2 separate regions of the Bos taurus genome follow, and region 1 is linked to region 2. A link is a contact called in public Hi-C data. All regions are on one chromosome and are shown on one strand. The core of a region is the stretch at or near the end of the contact, and the rest is flanking DNA. Distances in the headings are between cores, read along the strand shown. Region 1 holds the start of RCN1 (reticulocalbin 1). Region 2 overlaps LOC101902235 (a long non-coding RNA gene).

What was found. Hi-C and Micro-C count contacts between places; a contact is called where the count stands out from the background.
Region 1: a contact with region 2 is called in a Hi-C map of liver, with 2.7 times the contacts expected there. The contact joins the promoter of RCN1 here to the enhancer-like site in region 2. A contact is called at or near these places in 2 of 11 Hi-C or Micro-C datasets (liver and skeletal muscle).

What each region holds. Positions count from the first base shown.
Region 1 is chr15:62,851,064-62,857,505 of ARS-UCD2.0, reverse strand. RCN1 (reticulocalbin 1) reads right to left here and starts at 3,043. Exons shown (of 6, transcript NM_001103221.1): 1 at 2,726-3,043. The coding sequence starts at 2,979.
Region 2 is chr15:62,816,078-62,821,972 of ARS-UCD2.0, reverse strand. All of the region lies in intron 2 of LOC101902235 (a long non-coding RNA gene), which reads left to right. Among named protein-coding and RNA genes, the nearest start is that of TRNAR-CCU, 18 kb to the left of the region's middle. Within about 2 kb of position 3,417, at least 3 of the 102 cell types and tissues checked have an H3K27ac peak or open chromatin away from gene starts, as enhancers often do. A contact at or near this core is called in liver, where this site is marked.

The sequences.
Region 1 (6,442 bases), core at 1,794-4,293, 36 kb before region 2:
GATCCCGCAGGCCACAACGAAGACCCAGTGCAGCCAAATAAATAAAATTAAAATGTAAAAAAAGAAGCCAGCGAAGCATCGGGGGACTGCCCACCAGCTGCCAAAGAAGGCTGCTCAGCTCTGCTCCAGGCAATGACCTCCACAAGGAATAACAGGCCATGGGTGTCAACAGAAACCAAAAATCGGGGTCTGTATGTGAAGTCACTCCGATGCTAAATGTTGGCAAGTAATTTTTATTTTTTTCTAAGACTGTGCACCACGTTTGCAACTTCCCGAAGCCTATGGGTCCCTACTTTTTTGTCTTTGGGGGCCTTAGATCTGCCACGTTTTCAGAATCTATGCGCAAGACGGTGGTGACGAAGCTGCCTGGACCCAGCCAAGCTCCCCGCTCTGCAGCCCAGACTTGGAGCTGTGGACAGAAAGATGGCTTCTCACACTCAGCCCATCCCATACGGCGCCCACCTTTCATTTCCAACCTTCCAACCTGCACTCCCCCCGCCCACCTCTAGCCCAGATTTACTTTGTAGGTGAGCAGTGTGTCTACTGTCCCTGCAGTGGCTCAGGCCAGAGACCAGAGGCCACTCTAGATTGCTCCCTCCTCTCCCCGCCCCCGCCACGCTGAGCCAAGAGCAAGCACTGCCAGTTCCAGCCCCAACGTGGCTCAGGGTTCAGCCTCTCCCACCGTGCCTGATTCAGGCACTCACGGCCACCCCATGCCCCAGGCCCCCCCTCTGTGCCTCGGTTATGTTCTCTGCCCTGCTGCCAGTCCAGCTTTCCTAATGCATTTTGGGATAATAACGTTTCTACCATGTACAGGATAATGTCTAATCTCCACCTCACAAAAGTCCCTCTGTCCTGCCTTGGCCTCCTCGCCACTCCCACCTCCCACTTCCCTGTCCCTTTACTGTCCCAATACCCAGAATCCAAAGGAACAGATTTAAAACTGTCTATAAGCAGGCTGTTCTTTCTTCAGGAATGCCTTTCCCTGTTCATAAGCTTGGTGACCTCTGAGTCATGCCACAAGCCCTGGTCAGATGACATCCCAACCCCCCCCAAACCCCTGTCTCCAGCCTGAAGCTTTCGGGGGCTCCTCCTAGATGTGGTCACTAGGGCTTTTACATGCCACCATCACAGCAATTATGCGTAGCATCTGCTCCAACCTCTCTTCTCTGCATATGATTATAAGTACTTTATGGCCTAGAGCATAAGGTTTTATTTTTGTAGTTGTCAGGTATCTAACACCCTGCTGAGCACATAGCAGTCTTTCAAAAAATTTTTTTTTCATTAGTAAATGAATGCAGCAAAAGTCTTCATCCAAGGGTCAAATACATCACCACTAGGCTTACTTGTCCTGCTCTAACCACTAAGCTTACTTGTCCTGATGAAGGCATATACTGGAAGCTTTAGGATGGAAAACTAGAATTCCCTTCTCCAGTTCCTCAAACCTCTCCTCCTCCTCACTGGTGACAAACGGCTTCCACCCAGGGCCCCTGAATAAATCAGCCTCCAAGTGCCTCAAAGCAATACAATGGACTGAACTCATCAATGGCCCCCATTGTTAAGACTCAAACTAGAAGAGAAAGTACTTCTCTGCAGAATAAAACGTGATTGTTAGGAGGTGACTTTGAAGTTCAAAGATCCTTTCTATCAGCGCAGGCAGATGGTGCACCTACACAATAGGTGTAATTTAGCCTCACAGTCTGTCCAATCACACTGGCCTCTGGTGGCCCCATCCGCACAGGGACGGCTGTGTTCTTTTTCCCTGTAGCAGAGCAGAAAGACCTCCACCCCTGGGAAGCAGATTCCTGGAGGCCTGGTGCCCAGTAGGCAGGGCTCTTGGGACCCTCCCCAGCCAGGTCTCCATCAGGGCTCAGGCTGGCTGTAGACTCCTCTGTGGAAGGGTTTCCAGAGAACCTCTGACAGCGCTCAAGTGTCCCTCCAGGGCCTGTGCAGAGGGTGCACTGAGATGTACCCACGTTTTGTTTCCGAGGCTTGGTTCCTGACTCAGCTGCGTTCAAGGGTGAAATTCACAACCTGCCATCACACCACCCTCCAGCCTTTTGCCCTCGGCTGCCAACAGAAGATGCTGGAGACAGAAACGAAGGGACCAGTTTCCATTCCCACCCCTCCATCCCTATCTCCTAATGCCCCTCCCTTCTTAATAGCAGGATTCTCATACTCCCTACTTCAGATATGGGGGCGACTGAGCAGAAGACAAGAACACCTCAGTCCCAGCCCTGGGACACGGTCCAGGAATCAAGCCTCCGCCTGCCCCTTCCTCTTTTATCCATTAACGATCATCCTTGAGACCTTAGCAGTGTCTCCTGCCTCCCCTCTTGGAATGGGAGAAGACAGAAACCAGGAGGGTGGGGAAGAACTCCTATCACTAAAAGGCCACCGTGGACAAATTCTTCTTTTGTACGCTCCCTCCCCTCTCTTCTGATGCAACCCGGGGGAGGGGGCGGGCCCTGGCCGTCCTGGCTCCGGAGACCGCTGCCACGTTCTCGCCTCCCCGCGGCAAGCCATCCCGGCCCTGGGCGGCGATCTCCATGCAAGGTCCCGGCGCCCGCGGGCAAACTTTGCTTCAGCCCCGCCGCCCGGCCCGCCCGGCCCACGCCCTCGGGTCCCGGCGCCGATTTCGCTTTCGCTTTGCGGCCGGTGCCCAGGGCGGCTCCGGCCCGAGGGGCCCCGCCGGCACCTGCGGCGTCCCCGAGCGCGGCCTCACCCCAGCCTCTCCTTGCTCTCCTCCGAGGTGAGCTGGTCGAAGGTCTTGGAGTCCTCCTTGCCCAGGAAGGCCTCGTGGTCGTACTGGAAGCTCTGGTTGTCCTCGGCCGGCCGCTCGCCCAGGTCCGAGTCGGGCCGCACCACGCGCTCCTTGCGCACGGTGGGCTTGGCCCACAGCGCCGGAGGCGCCAGCAGCAGCGCCAGCAGCAGCCCCAGGGCCAGCCCCAGGTGGCGACCGCGGCCGCCGCGCGCCATCGTCCGGAGGAGAGCGCGGCCCGCGGGAAGGCTCCGAGCGAGCGACGAGCGGCGGCTCGGGAATGGGGGCTTAGAGCGCGCGCGGCGGCGGCGGGGCTGGGGCCAGGGCCGGCGCCGGGAGGGAGGGGACGGGCCGGCCCCTCGGCCAGCGCCCGCCCCGTGCCAGAGCTGAGGGGCGCGCCCCGGGCGGCGGGCAGGAGAGCGCCGGACAGCCCCGCTCACGAGCCCATTGGCCGCCGGGCTGCGGGGGGAGGCCGGAGCCGCGGAGCCACGTCGCCCGCCCGGGTGGTGGGCGCGGGGCTCGGGTTTCGCCTGGGCCCCTCCCCGCGATCTCGTAGCGAGGGGCGGGCCCAGGCGGACTGGGCCGGAGACTGGAGGGCTCCTTAGAAGACCGGGAAGTTCTTTGTCGAGCAACAGATGTTCGGGGTAAAACTCCCTCTCTCTTTTTCCAGTTCCGGAGAACTGAGAGGAGGGAGGCGCTGCCCCCCGCACCCGCCCCAACTTCCGACTCAGCTCTAGACCCCGCCTCAAGATGTGCTCTTAAAACAAACTCAACCCCACTTAACCAAACTTGGGGTTCCCTGGCGGCTCAGACGGTAAAGAATCCGCCTGCAATGCGGGAGACCTGGGTTCGATCCCTGGGTTGGGAAGATCCCCTGGAGAAGGAATGGCAACCCACTCCAGTATTCTGGCCTGGAGAATTCCATGGACTGTATAGTCCATGGGGTCGCAAAGAGTCGGACAGGACTGAGCGACTTTCACTCTCTTAACCAAACCTGGGAGTCTGGTTACAAATTCAAGAGACTGGAAGGAGACCCGGGTGGGCGAGGTCTTCTGGAAACCAGGGTCGCAAACCTGGTGCTGGAGGAGGGCCAGATGACTTCAACATGAGGCGGGACCATCTACCTTGAGCAGCCCTGTGCACTCCCGCTGCCAGCAGAAGTGCAGGCCCCAAGCAGATCTCAAAAGAATCAGGATCTTGGATGTCCGCTTTCATTTCTAAAGGATGGCAACTCACTTTACAAAAATACCGCTTGTCTTGAACAAATCTTATCTGTATCTTTTCATCACTATGTGTAGTGATGAAAACGTTCTGTATCTGGGCTGCCCAATAGGGAGTGGCTAGTGATGACTCAGTAAAGAATCCGCCTGCAATGCGGGAGGCCTGGATTCGATCCCTGGGTTGGGAAGTTCCCCTAGAGAGGTGTTGTTACCTGGAGAATCCCATGGACAGAGGAGCCTGGCAGGCTACAGTCCATGGGGTCGCAAAAAGGTGGACACGACTGAGTGACTTTCAGTTACTTCCTTTAGTGAGCACACCAGACAGGTAGCTAGTAACTGAGGCATTGATAGTTGAACTTAAATTGAAATTTAAATAGCCACACGTGGCTAGTGGCTATCATACAGGACAGTTCAGGTGAACCACTAATTCTTCGTGTGTCACAGCCTTTTGAAACTCATTGGAAACTGTGGACCTTCTTATAGAAAAATGTACCCAGAGCTGCTGGCTTGAATGTTTGATTGAAGTGACAGAGGATGCATGGCTCTTTGGAAGCCCCACTCGTGTGCCTCAGGTTAAGAATCCCTAGGAAACTAAACTTACTTGTGGTTGAAGAGGACCCCTACCCCCCATTCCCACCGCCCCCTGCCCGGGACAGCTGTGCTCCCAGAGCTTTTCCACCATCTTGCTCTGTCTCCCATCCCTGATTCTCTAGAATCCACTGGGCTGTATTTTTTGCTCTTACAATAAGGATGTCAGGACATTATCAACAGCAGTATAGATCCAAGTACCCATCTTTTGAAGGCTTCTTTCAATCGGTTAGTGAATAATGATCCATGACCTAAGCACTGGACTGGCTGCTGAGGATACAAAAGGGAACATGACAGTCATGGTTTCTGTAGAGCTGTAGTGTATGTGAACAAATATTCACTCACTTACTCATTCATTCAATATACTGAGCAGTCAGGGCTAGGCTGGGTACTGATTTACTGAGTAGCCACAGATTGCAAATCAGCATGACAAGTTAGGAAGGACTCAGTATCATGGACTATGGTGGAGGGGATGGATTAGGGAAGGCCTTCTGGAAGAAGGGACATTTAAACAGAGACAAAAGGTGAGGGGGATAAGCCCGACAGCAGGGGTCTGAATATATGAGAGGATAAGGTCTTGTGTGAATTGACAGCAGCAGAACTTGAGGAGATGTCCCTGTGATCCTGTACCTCCCATCAGCTGGAAGAGAGACCTGGCAGAGGGACATATTCTTTGGTGCCTCACCCCACCAGCACTGCCTTTGCATTAGACAGAAAGTGCTGTGCTTGAGTAGTGAGTCGCCCACTGCCTGTCCAGAGGTTAGGATTTCAAACAATAGAGAAGCATTACTTTGGGTTTGTAAGAGCTCCCAAAAAAAAGGCATGGCCCCTGAGGCAGGTAACTTAGTACCTTCTGTGTTCTTGTGACAGGCAAGATGAGATTTGTTGAGTGGGGAGAGGGGGGAGGGGGTGGAGGTGGGCCAAGAGGCAGAGTGGAAAGAAGCACAGAAAAAGGTCAGAGCTAGAGAAAGAGAAGGATAGTTCAGTTGAGTTCAGTCACTCAGTCATGTCCGACTCTTTGCAACCCGGTGGACTGCAGCACGCCAGGCCTCCTTGTCCATCACCAACTCCCAGAGAGTTGGTGATGCCATCCAACCATCTCATCCTCTGTCATCCCCTTCTCCTCCCACCTCAGTCTTTCCCAGCATCAGGGTCTTTTCAAATGAGTCAGTTCTTCGCATCAGGTGTCCAAAGTATTGGAGTTTCAGTTTCAACATCAGTCCTTCCGATGAATATTCAGGACTGATCTCCTTTAGAATGGACTGGTTGGATCTCCTTGCTGTCCAGGGGACTCTCAAGAGTCTTCTCCAACACCACAGTAAGGACGGAGGAAATGAGAAAGTGGGTGGAGACTAGAGACAGTCTTTACTTTTTGCAACATTGCCAGCGGCAGGCCCTGACCCCAGGGATTGAGAATTGCACATCCTTTGCCCCAATTCTAGTTGGTTTCCTGCCAGACACTAGTAGTTTTCAACAGTTAGATTGTTCCAGAGGTAGTCTTGGCTCCCGTGGGAATTACAAGAGAATTCCAGCACTGCTGTGCAGGGGGAAGTTTACATCATTTCCCCTGAGCTTGCCTACATTCTCTGTTTGGTATCCACTTATTATTTATTTATTTAGCTGCGTAGGGTCTTATTTGCATCATGGGGGGTTTTTTGCTCCAGTGCACAGACTCTCTAGTTGTGGCATATTGGTTCAGTAGTTGGGGCACACAGGCTTAGTTACTTCACGGCTTGTGGGATCTTAGTTCCCCAACCAGGGATTGAACCCACGGTCGCCTGCATTGCAAGACAGATTCTTAACTACTGGACCACCAGGGAAGTCCCCTACATTCTCTTCTTTTATATTTTCATCCCTCTACTATCCTATGAGA
Region 2 (5,895 bases), core at 2,168-4,667:
GAGTAGCCTGGCAGGTTACAGTCCACAGTTTCACAATACTGAGTTCAAGTTGTACATGCAAAGAGATTTAGTATAAGGAATTGGCTCACATGATTACAGAGGCTAGAAGTCTGAAGCCCTGCAGTTGGCAGTTTCATTGACTCTCTCTTATATGCTGCCAGAGCCTCTGTTCCCTACAGATGTTGAGTCAAGGACTCCCAGGAGGTATCACACATAGACTCAGAAATTTGTCGTCTTTAAATTGCTGCACAGCCATGGTCATTCTCTCCTACCCTGGCCCTTTGCAGATGTCAGTTACGTGCACATTCACTTGAGGTAAGGATATTGATATCCATGCCAGGAGTATGTCTCTACTGCTCCCAGGATGGCATCCTCAAGGATTCAAGAGCTGGGTTGTAAGCAGAAGTGAGCAAAGATCCCTTCAAGTTACATAGAATCTTCCATGAAAATGACTCCTCCAGCTTCTTCTGCAGCCCTTCTCCCCATAGCCTACTCATTGATTTAACAAACATTTAATGAGCATCTACTACATTCTAGCTGAACAGTGGCTCACAGATGGTTGGCAGCTGGGCTGAACCAAAGGTGCCTATTGTGTTGGCATTGGGATACTGGAGAGCCGGGCAGATTCTGCCTCTTCCTCAGACCCAAGTGCCCAGAGGCCACAGTGCTTGCTCTCCTGAAGCCTTGGCAGCTAAAAGGATGAGGGCAGGAGGACACATAAGGATTATGCAATGATGATCTTTGACAGTAAGAACCATTGGATCTTCATTGGATCCTCTGCTGGCTTCTGGCTAGTATGTTATTTTGAAACAGAAATAGATTAAAACAAATAGAGCTTTTCCCCCTTTTCTTATCTGCCCTCTTCTGAGATTTTCTATCCATGCCTGAGCCTAAAAACACCAGAGTATGGGGAGCTGATAAGCTCTTTCTACCCAAAGAGGACTATGTATTTTAAAGGAAAACAAGGTCCCTGTAATGGTCAACATAGCCAGGGATGGCACAACTTAAGTTAGTTGGGTTCTAAATTTACTGAGCAGAGTAAAGATCACTGGCCATTAAACTAACCCTAACAAAGGCCCGTCTAGTCAAGGCTATGGTTTTTCCAGTGGTCATGTATGGATGTGAGAGTTGGACTGTGAAGAAAGCTGAGTGCCAAAGAATTGATGCTTTTGAACTGTGGTGTTGGAGAAGACTCTTGAGAGTCCCTTGGACTGCAAGGAGATCTAACCAGTCCATTCTAAAGGGGATCAGTCCTGGGTGTTCTTTGGAAGGAATGATGCTAAAGCTGAAACTCCAGTACTTTGGCCACCTCATGTGAAGAGTTGACTCATTGGAAAAGACCCTGATGCTGGGAGGAATTGGGGGCAGGAAGAGAAGGGAATGACAGAGGATGAGATGGCTGGATGGCATCACTAACTCGATGGATGTGAGTCTGAGTGAACTCCAGGAGTTGGTGATGGACAGGGTGGCCTGGTGTGCTGCAATTCATGGGGTTGCAAAGAGTTGGACACGACTGAGCGACTGAACTGAACTGAACTGAGCTGAGAATTCAAAATCCCATAGGTATGGTTTTGTGGATCCCAAGCTACAACTTAATATGTCCAACACAACAGTTTTTCTGTGAACATCGGAACAGTTTGCTATTTCTATACTTGCGCACCAGATGAGATACTCGGCTTCTGTTTAGGAATCATAATAAATGCAAAGTAGCTCTGCTTTTTGTTCTTTGTTTTATTTTAGCTAAGTGTGAGCAGTTTGCATATATTTAAATAAGTGTGTCAATGATGTGAACTCGCTGTAATGTCTACTGATGAATAATATGTCAGTTATTTTGTTGTGTAACATTTAAAAAATAATTCAAAATCTTTCCTATTTCCCACCCCACCCCCAAGTTTTTGCTTTCAAAAATTTCAAACCTAGAGAACAGTTAGAAAGCAATATAATGATAATGCATACTCACAGATCCTTCACCTAGATTCATCAGTTGGTGGTATTTTGCCACATTAATGTTATCTCTCTCCCTAATACACACACATGCACACATACACACACAGAGTGGACTCACTACAATAGGCTTTCATAGAGGGAATAAACTCTTGTAACAGGCACTAAGGTAAACTGAACATCAGCATCCTGGAATTCTTTCTTGGGTGCCCTTCTTGACATCACTCCCTGAGGGAAATCACTGTCCTGGCTCCTAATACTTAAATGAGTTTTGTCTTCCAACTTTATGGAAATAGAATCATGTTTTACATACCCTTCTTGAACTTAGCTTCTCTTATTCAACACTGAGATTCATCCAAGTTGTGTGCGGTAGTCTTTTCTGTTTAGCCCCTCCTTGCGGCTGTTGCTGTTCAGGGCACTAACTTTTTTGAAGAGTGCCCTGTGATCTGGACTTACTTGGTCCTTTTCTCTGAATTAGACTCAGCTTAAACATTTTGGCGGGCTTCCCTTGTGGCTCAGCTGGTAAAGAATCCACCTGCAATGTGGGAGACCTGGGTTCAATCCCTAGGTTGGGAAGATCCCCTGGAGAAGGGAAAGGCTACCCACTCCAGTATTCTGCCCTGGAGAATACTGTATAGTCCATGGGGTCACAAAGAGTTGGACACAACTGAGCGACTTTCACTTTCTTAAACATGTTGGAGCACACAACAAAGGGGAGGTTGTGTGCTTCCCATTGCATCTCACAAGAAGGCATGTAGTGTCATTGTGTCCCTTGATCGCTGAGTGATGCTAAGCTTGATGGCTTCGTTAAGCAGCTCTCTGGCAGGTCTCTCCACTGTGAAGATACCTTCCCTTTGGTAATTAACGAGAAGTCTTTGGGAAGATACCCTGAGATCATGTAAACGTCCTGATGACCAACCAACATTTTGTTGTTGTTGTTGTTTAGTCACTAAGTCCTGTCCGACTCTTTTGCAACCCCGTGGACTATGGCCCGCCAGGCTTCTCTGTCCATGGGACTCTCCAGACAAGAATATTGGAGTGGGTTGCCATTTCTTCTCCACGGGATCTTCCCGATCCAGGAATTGAACAGTGCATCTCCTGCATTGGCAGGGGGATTCTCTACCATTGAACTACCAGGGAAGCCCAATCAGTATTTTATTTAATGGTTTTAGCATTTGTGGATGATCCCTGCTTGAGTCAATTATTTCATTGAAGTTGAAATTCTCTTATATTTATAAGGAAATTCTCTTATAAAATTAAAACACTCAAGTATGTTTACTCTTCCAATCCCCCAACTCTTGCAGAGATACAAGACGAACATGCAGGTTATTCTCTTTCTCCTCTGAGTTTCACTTTCTGCCATAACTGTCCTATTTTGTCACCCTGGGAGGCTGACCCTGAACCCTGCACCACCTCAATTCCCTTGCAACTGGGTTTCTGGTTGGGTGTGCCCATGGGAGCATGTTACTGGCAAGTCATCCAAGGGCAGGGGAAGAGAGGTCAGGGTGCCCCAACTCCCCTGCTTCTGGCAGTAGCTGTGTCCCTGATCACTGGAGGCCCCACCCCGCGCTCTCCACAGTGCAGCTAGCTTCCTCCTCTTCAGGTCTGGGTGCTTCAATATTTCTTGTTTGTATACAGTGAACACTGTCCATGAGTCCTTTAGTTAAAAATCTCCTTAATTAAACCATCTGAGAAATCCTGCTTCCTGCCAAGACTCTGATTCAGTGAATTTCACTTCAGATCCCCAGTTCTGATCTGAATGATAGAGTTTTAATTTTGTTTCTGTCAATTGGCATCACTTGACAAGGCTGCATCTGTCAGAGGAGTAAAGACAAACTTCAGGGAGAAACAAAGAAAAAAAGGAAGAGCCGACAGTTCCAGCAGGGGAGGTCTTGGATCCTGACTTTCCTGAGCTTGGATCCATGCATTTTTTCCCCGAAGTTGGAGTCCATGAACTAATAAGTTCACTTTTTTAATTTATGTCCATTTAAATTGAGTTTGTGTCATTGCATCCCAAGAGCCCTGATATCTGGGGACAGCACAAGGAGTCAGCAGTTTGCAGGAGCAGAGATGGGAGGTTCTAGAAACATGGCACGTTCTCTTCTATTTGTTTGAAGAGTGTAACACTATAGCTCTTTACTCCTGTCTTGATTGCCTCTAGGTGCTTAAATAAAATATTAAACGACTTCCTATCTTCCATCTTTCTTGTGTCCATTTCCTTGAAAGCAACCTTTGCCTGGTTGAACTGGGGCAGGTCTTTTCTGCGTTGTTCATTGCTCACAGGGAGGACGGGCTGCAGGGAAACTGCCAGAAAGGACAGGCAGTGCCCCAGGGCTGGTAACAGTGGGCACCATGACCACCCTGAGCCTGAAGGGGCAAGGAGAGGGGCATTAGTAAAGCCTGGACACAGAGAGGGCAGTGTAGCCACTTGACAGGAGCTGTGAGCTCCAGGTGAAGGGCACAGCCAGCTCCTGACAGCTCTGAAGCGAGGAAAGTGAAATGAAAGTTGCTCAGTCGTGTCCGACTTTTTGCAACCCCATGGATTATCCAGCCCATGGAATTCTCCAGGCCAGCATACTGAAGTGGGTAGCCTTTCCCTTCTTCAGGGGATCTTCCCAACCCAGGAAGTAAACCAGGGTCTCCTGCACTGCAGGCAGATTCTTTACCAACTGAGCTATCAGGGAAGCCCAAAGTGAGGAAACTAGAAGAATAACCACTCCAGCCCCACGTGCCTCTCTCCCTCCAATTTCCTGCCACTGGAGCAAATTTCCCCCAAAAATATCTTGAGGTTGAAAGAATACTGGCTTTTTAACTGGAACACTGGGTTCAAATCCTCCACCATAAATGCTCTTCTTTTCCGCGACCTTACTTCTTCTGAGTATCAGTTTCTTCACTATACGATGGAGCGCAAATACCCACATATAGACTTAGATGAAGACCAATGCATATGAGATAAACGTACAAGAAATTGTTTTCTAATGCACAGCCGCATTCTGCTAATGTAAGGAATTATAATGATGAACCCAGCAAAGAGTGTTCTGTGGCAAACACTTTTCTGGTGATCTTCCTTTCTGCTCTCTTGTTGACTCAGTACTCATCAACAGATGACTCCATTTTAACCTAAGTGTCCTTTGCCCAAGCTAATTGCTAATTTAGACTTAAATTGTGCCCAACTCACGATTAGAATTCAAACCTTGGAACTCCATTAGGGATGCATAATGCTACATTTTCCTTCACTGAAATTAATCAGCTGCAAATGATTAAATTACTATATATAGTGTGAAACACAACAAAGCTGTAATTTTTATATAAATTCCAGAATGTTACATTATTTCCCTTCAGCACTGACATCAAAATAATTCCTCCACAATCATTGCTTTGTCTTCTATAAAAATAAAACTGTAAAAACCCATTGCTTTTCAAGCGTACCAGAGTCTGCATTCAACATTTAATATGATTAATGTTTACTGTATTTGTTGTGGGGTTGTCTGCTAATTGTGGCGTTAAGCCGCACCCCCTTCATCATCTTTGGGGGCTGAGGGATGTTGGTTCAGAACCACTGTTAGAAAAAGTATCAATTAAAATTCAGCTTCGTTGAGCACATGAATCTTTTTTGTTGTTTGTTGTGGTGCCCGGCCTATCTGGGGGCAACACTCTGCTTCTCTCCCCCTCTCCTCACTGCAGGAAGAGATTGAGATTCTAGGCAACTTCTCAGTGAGGATATAGCCTGTGGAAAAGCCCCAGGCTTGCTCAACAGGCATGTGGGTACTGGGGTATCTAGCATGAAATCCCAACTGAGTGCTTCCCTGGCAAAACCCTCCACCACTGGAATGAGACCAGTGATTAAGGAAGGTCTGGATGTAGGTGAGTCAAGCGAGGCATATCCAGGGGCTAAAGCTGAGACAGCCACCATTGTGCATACATGACCAGGTGGGGAGCCACTTCACAGCC